Regions from separate parts of the Pan troglodytes genome. Here region 1 is linked to region 2. The links are chromatin contacts, called in public Hi-C maps. All regions are on one chromosome and are shown on one strand. The core of a region is the stretch at or near the end of the contact, and the rest is flanking DNA. Distances in the headings are between cores, read along the strand shown.

Region 1 (3,265 bases), core at 67-2,566, 370 kb after region 2:
ATTTAAAGTCCCACAGAAACTTGACTGACATTTTCTATGCATTTTTGAAGAGAAATGGAAAGAGATGTGGGGGGGGGGGCGGTAACATATAGCTATTTCGGGAGAGATTAGCTTGTTGTGTAATCCAGTCACAGAAAGATAATCGCAGACACCAGAGCTAAATTTCTTTGACTGAATTCATGTAAATCAGTATTTTTTTTTTTACTTCTACACATGAATAAGAAGTAATTTCATTCACTGGGGTTGCTGTGTGGTGTAAATACACATATTCACTAATGTTAAGAAAAATTGTGCTTATTATGTATAGTAGTGATGCACATAATTTACACACACTCATTGATTGAAATGTTTCCCTGTGGATCAGGTGCGTTCATAATCAGATGAAGGAAAAGCAAAGGAAGCATTTATTTTCCATTTCGTGAATCATAAAATCGGAGGTTTGGGCTGACTACCTTTAGGTTCCCTTACGGTGTTTTTTGGGAACCGCTTTGGAGTCAGCTATCTGCTAAGTTTGGAATTGCCACCACGAAAGTAAACACCGTAGTGAGGAGCGGGTTGAGGAAAAGAATAAATAGTTGGTGGAAGGAACCACCGTACTCGAGGGAGGGGACAGTGGGAACGGCCCCTGTCACAATCACTCAATCATTTATCCAAAGCATCAACATTCTCAGAGCAAAGAACTTGTGTTTCTAACTCCAGAGGTGCCTGGATTCACAACCAAAAATGCTTCTTCCTCGCTCTCCACAGCCCCTCCCATGCCATACGCCGGCTCGGCACCCCCTCTTCGCTGTGCATTTCTGCTTCCCCCCAAAGCCGGAGTAGTAAAGGGAGGCTCCTCGCGGCCCCCGCGGGCTCCCAGGGACCCGCAAGTTGAAGCGCGAGGGTTCCACGCGGGCTGCGGGGACGCGGGCCTCCGTGCTGCAGACTTTCTCAGGGCGCCTGGGTCGCAGCAGGCGCGGAGTCCCGCGCGCAGCAGCTGCTCCGCCGGCCTCGCCTCCGACCCCCGCCCTGCGCCAAGCGCGGAAGCGCTCGCAACCCAACTGCCCCGGGTGCCGGGCGCCTAGGGAGGGGCCGCCACCGCCCCCTCCGCCCGGGGGCCAGCGCCGAGCAGCCCCCGCCTCCCCGGAATCCAGAGGCCGAGCCGGAGGCGGCGGGGCCACGGTGGGAGCCCGCGAGGTGGCCCGAGCCAGGGCTCCGTATCCCCGCAGAGCCCGCCCGAGGGCGCAGCCGGCCACGCCAGGGGAGGCAGCCGGGCGGCGGGGAACGGCGGGGGCGGAGCGCAGCCTCCCGACGCCGCCGCCTCACCGCCCCCCTCCGCCTCCTCGTCCTCCGCTCGCAGCCGCCGCCTCCGCCGGGCTGAGGAGCCGGGAGTCCGCCGCGCCAGCTCGGGGCTGCGGGATGGGGAGTTAGCGCCACGGCGGCGGCAGTGGCCGCAGCGCACCCCGCCGCCGCCCAGGAGCCCGTCCAGCCAGGGGTGCCGGGCCCGCCCAGCCCGCCCCGGAGCCAGGCCCGCGGGCGGCGGCGGAGCTGGGCAGGTGGATGCGGCTGGAAGATGGCGCCCTCGGGCCCGGGCAGCAGCGCCAGGCGGCGGTGCCGGCGGGTGCTGTACTGGATCCCGGTGGTCTTCATCACTCTCCTGCTCGGCTGGTCCTACTACGCCTACGCCATCCAGCTGTGCATAGGTGAGTGCGCCCCCCGCCGCGGCGCCCCCAGCGCAGCGCAGCCCACCCCGACTGTCCCGGGACGCTCAGCCGCGCCTCCACTCTCGCCCCCCGGATGCGCCCCGGGCGCTGCCAACCTGCCGCGTCCCGCCGGCTCCGCCGCCGAAAGCAGCCTCGGGGCAGCTTTTTCCACGCGCACGCCCCTCGCCCTCCCCTCCCAACTCTCGGGTTATGGTGCCGCCTCCGCCCCGCACTCGCCGCCGAGCCTCCCGCCGCCTTCCGCTCACCGCCGCCGCCCCGGCCACACCCCCTAGAGGGGCGGACGGTCCCCGGGACCGCTGTGGAGAGGGGAGGCCGAGGCCGGCGAGGTGCGCCGGGGGCTGAAGGGCTGAGCTGGGCCCGGCCCCGAGCTGCGCCAGACCCGCGCGGGGGTGCTGGCCTTGGCGGCGGAGCTGGATCCCTTGCTGGTTGGCGTCAATCCACTCGTTAGAAATTTGTGACAGCGCTCAGGGGCGTTTTTGCTGCCTTTATGATTTGAGGATTGCCAGTTGGACACTTTTCTAGTTAAAAAGGATGTGGAGGAGGTGAGCTACTAGAAAGTATTTTTGAGGACATGTGCAACACACTAAACCATAATTTAGGTGTTTGAACAGTAGGGAGAGAAAAAAAGAGGTGATCGTCTGAGGTTTTTACACCCAGAGAGCAAAGTGGCTCCAGTCCGAGTTCGAGGTTCCTGAATTGGTGGGTAGGATACTTTTAATGCTGAAGATTAAAATTTTTTAAAAAGTTGATTATTATGCACAAGTAGGGAGTACAATGATGTCGCTTAATGTAAGCTGGTTTCTACCTTCAGGGGTTTTATGAAAACTGATCTGGGTTATCAGAAAAAGATGTTAAAACAGAAAATGACCTTTCTGCCAGTGACTTGTGAATGCTTTCTGTGTTTCGTGCTCCACCTAACAAAGTGTCTGTTTTTGCCCTACCAAGTGCTAGCTTTGGGTGGGACAAGGGAAAAGATTAAATAGTGGCCTATTATTTTGAGCCTTCACAAGCTCAGCATTTTCAAAGCCTCAAGATTCAGACATAAAATCTTGTCTGAAGCCATCTTACCTCAAAATGTTGCGCCTTGTGAGAAAGTGTCATAATAATACATCAAAATAATCACTGATGTAAGTTGTAAGAGAACCGAGACTTTTATTTCATATAGTTTTAAAATTTGCTGTTATTACTTGAAGGGATTTAGAAACAAGCTTAATAGTCCAAAAAAAAAAAAAAAAAACCTTGAGTCTGTTGTTAGGAAAAGATGAGGCTGTACAGGCATTATCATGAGGATGCATTTAGGTATGCAGTCGTCAAGTCATCTAAAATATATAGGAAAGGACGTGTAGTAAATTTTGTATTAGCTGTTAATATTAAAATAGCTTGCCTTATTGAGATAGACTGTATATGTTACATAACTGTTGGGAACCTTTGTTGTGTTTCATTCCTTCGTCCTCTTAAAAACAGTGACCAGTATCGATTAATATAACCTGCAAAGAAGGGACATCCTAGAAGGCCTTCATTATCAAAATAGCCTATTCTCCTGTATTATCACATTAAGCTAA
Region 2 (3,584 bases), core at 265-2,764:
CATTTGAGGCCAGGAGGTCCAGACCAGCCTGGGCAAATGGCAAAACCTCATCTCTATCAAAACTACAAAAATTAGCCAGGCATGGTGGCACAAGTCTGAAATCCTAGCTAGTCGGGAGACTAAGGCATGAGAATCACTTAAACCTGGGAGGCAGAGGTTGCAGCGGGCCAAGATCGCACTGCTGCACTCCAGCCTGGGCAACAGAGTGAGACTTCATCTCAAAAAAATAATAATAGTAACACTAATAACAATTTAATAGTGAAGAGTCTATCTTTGGTTATCATGCATCAACACAAATAATTCATTATTTTGCTCAAATGCCAAGAGAAATTACAGTCATCTCTGTACCCAACTGCCAATAAAGTTTCTAATATCTATGAAATTATGATACACAAAATATCTGTATGAGTTAATATTGCTAATACTTGTGGTGGTTACAAGAGAGGGAGATGTTATTGACTTGCTGTAGTTTTTATCATTCATGTAGACATGATCTTCAAAGGGTGAGAAAATACAAACGTCTGTAATTTTCTTTACCTAACTTGTTAATAAAAATCATACTTGTTTAATTCCTTCTAGTTTGTAAAATTATTCCATGCATTAACTTACCAAAATAACCAAAAGTCATTGACAGCTGATCCAGAAAATAATGTAGATGGCTGGAGTAGCATTCAGGAAATTCAAGCCTTTAGCTTCCTCATCTGTAAACTAGATAATTGCAATATATGATGTTTGAGGGCCTGTGGGTTCTAACCTTTCATTACTTTTAACAATGTTTGTAAGTTGAGTTAGGGAACTAATCAAAAAGAAAAAGTTTCAGAATGTTTCGAAGTCATGTCAGCCTTCAAGTTAAAATTACAGCCACCTACTCCAAAGTAACTTTTTTTTTAAAGAATGCAACACTTTGGGGGTGTTTACATTCTTTTATGGTTCAACAAGCCTTCAAGTTCACTGTTTTATAGAGCAAATCAATCCAGCCTGGTTTGCTTTGTAAATAAAGTTTTATTGGAACACAGCCACACCCACTCATTCACATATTGTCTATGGCTAGTTTTGCACAAAAATAATAGAGTTAAATAGTTGCAACAGAGACTTTACAGCCCAGCGAAGCCTAGGATATTTACTACCTGGTTCACTGCAAAAAAAGTTTGCCAACCCTTGCTTTAAAACAATAACTTATTTGTATGTATTGTTAAAATGTTAGTTCTTCCACACACACAAAAAAAAACTTTAAGAGAAGAGGTGAAGTTATTTCAACTTTTCTGATCAATCCTTGGCAATCTGTAAATTTTGTAAATTTATATCAGTAGCACAAGTTAAATTATTTTTTTAAATTAATTTAAATTTAATTACGTTTCTGTGAAATCTAATATACAATTTTTTACACTCTTCTAACATTTGCAATGTTTGAAAAACACACTTGCAAATAAAACTGCCCAAAATGTCTGTCCTTTGTGAGTTCAGTATTCTGGTGAATCCCGTTCGATAGTATTTTTATTGATCAGTAGAGGGCGTGCTTGACTCAATATAATTGTAGGTACAGCGTGTGCACAATTTAGCCTGGTAACAACAGGTCGACAGCTGCATGAAGAAAGTTAAGGGAGAAATTACTCTATTTTTGTGATGTTAGTGAAAAGGATTAGAATAGCACAAGAAAACTGGTCTATTACCATTTAACTGAAGGTAATGTTTTCCTCCTGAGAAGAAAATTACTCATCTACTCTTTAGCATTGGTTTACAGGAATATTGAATATTTTCAACAAGAGAAAGCAACAATTTGGCTACAGAAAACAGGATTTTTTTGTGCCAAGATGATACAGCACATCTTGTGACAGTGGCTACTCTCTCCACCCTCCATCTCTTTGCATTGTTGCCTGTGTACTGATGCCATTAGCATTGACAGAGCCATTGTCCATTGTAAGAAAATATAAAAGAAGATCATTAGAAGTTCAGATTTCTGTAGTGGCTCTCTGGGTTTTTTGATCAACACAGAGGCTGTCTGAAAAGTGAAACATTTCCAAGGAGAATGTGCTGCCGAACTAAAGAATGCTAGGCCCCTAAAAAGAGACTGAAAAAAAACCCACCTACCAGCAGGCTAGACAAAGGGTGCAGGTTGGGGCCTCTTCTTTGAAAGACCTGATTAATGTGAGGTCTTGTTACCTGCTTTATCACTGTTTTGTTATGAGTGAAAGGTTTCAGCATTCTTAATTTGTCTTGCGGATGGGAAAAGGAAAGGCAAACTTGCCTGATGGGGGTCTGAGGGTGAGGTAGATCCATTTGCCCTCAGTGAAAAATAACAGACACAAAAGACACAGGTGATTCTACAGATTCATCCTAAATGTCTTTTTCTGAAAAAGCAGCCAAAAGCACTCATCGTTTAGCCACTTATCTTGAAGAATAAGGTATAGGCTCCAGCAGGTGCAGAAAATAAGTTATTCATTATGCTAAAGCAAAAATAGATTCAAAGAACTAAATAGGAAAAAAAAATCAGTTTTACGAATTAAAGAACAGGCATAGAAAGATTAAAATAAGGTAATCATTGTAATTCCTGTTACTTAGTAGGTTATTCTAAAGCACATTTTGGCTTCAGGTCTCTAGAAATAATCATCTTCTCATGATATGTGCAATATTTAAAAATTAATTACAAACAGTTTTCATACCATCTATGAAATTAGAACATATAAATCATGCTTTGGAGTTTTTTAAACGAGAAGCAGAATATGCGCTTTTTACCATATTTTACCTCTGGTTCCCTGAAATTTAAGTCTTATGAAAATATTAGGAGATACATAATATAGTTAATAGCAAATATCCAATATGTATTTTCAGTGAGTGAAGAGAGAAGGATAAGATGCTTATGCTGGATACGTGTTTCATGAACATTGTCCCATGAGGATGAAAACGTAACAGATCATGGTACTTAGATTACTGTATTGCCAGTCACAGACAGCAAGTGAAACATATCATTGGGTTGTAATGTGGAAAATACCCCACAATAAGTAAGCAAATGAGACATAGTATTAAAAATACATGGCGTCTGACCCAGATAATTAGCTATTCCACAGATAGTAGCTAGTAGTCATTATCATAGTGTAAGTTCAATTTGGTTTGATTGAATTTATTTTGTCACCTTTTTATTAGCATTTTGATCTCATTTCTAATATAAATTATCCTAGCCTTTTGCTAATCATTATGGCTAGACTTTGGCATACATAAGAGAGAAAGTGATTGCAAATACCTATACATACCTTTATGTAACTATATTTGTATGGATACATAAAACTTTTTGCTGTAACAGATTAATTTTTAGAGGAACGCATTAGCTCAGTGGTTAAATAATAGTTTTTGTTTCTTTTGCAATATTTAATGCCCTGAATAACAAAGTTATACGATTAGATTGTGTATACACTAGGTTGTGAGCTCATTACAAGATGCATGTCTTTCTGATTTTTATATTCCCCAAGCCCAGTAAAGCCTCTGACATGAAAGTCTGCTTTCAAAAAATGCTTACCAAATGAGTGAACCTTGATCAGACACAACCGAACTTTTAAATTATTTCCCTGATTCAACCAGTTATTTTTTAT

What was found. A called contact is a pair of places that touch in the nucleus more often than the background predicts.
Region 1: a contact with region 2 is called in a Hi-C map of induced pluripotent stem cells, with 2.4 times the contacts expected there. The contact joins the promoter of ZDHHC2 here to the enhancer-like site in region 2. A contact is called at or near these places in 5 of 7 Hi-C or Micro-C datasets (blood, induced pluripotent stem cells, a lymphoblastoid cell line and 2 more), 1 of 1 datasets of contacts at active chromatin or transcription factors (stem cell-derived excitatory neurons) and 1 of 1 other capture datasets (stem cell-derived neural stem cells).

The regions. Positions count from the first base shown.
Region 1 is chr7:25,442,539-25,445,803 of NHGRI_mPanTro3-v2.0_pri, forward strand. ZDHHC2 (zinc finger DHHC-type palmitoyltransferase 2) reads left to right here and starts at 1,317. Exons shown (of 13, transcript XM_519614.9): 1 at 1,317-1,682. The coding sequence starts at 1,553.
Region 2 is chr7:25,070,052-25,073,635 of NHGRI_mPanTro3-v2.0_pri, forward strand. No RefSeq gene overlaps it. Among named protein-coding and RNA genes, the nearest start is that of FGF20, 220 kb to the right of the region's middle. Within about 2 kb of position 1,515, at least 7 of the 24 cell types and tissues checked have an H3K27ac peak or open chromatin away from gene starts, as enhancers often do. A contact at or near this core is called in induced pluripotent stem cells, where this site is marked.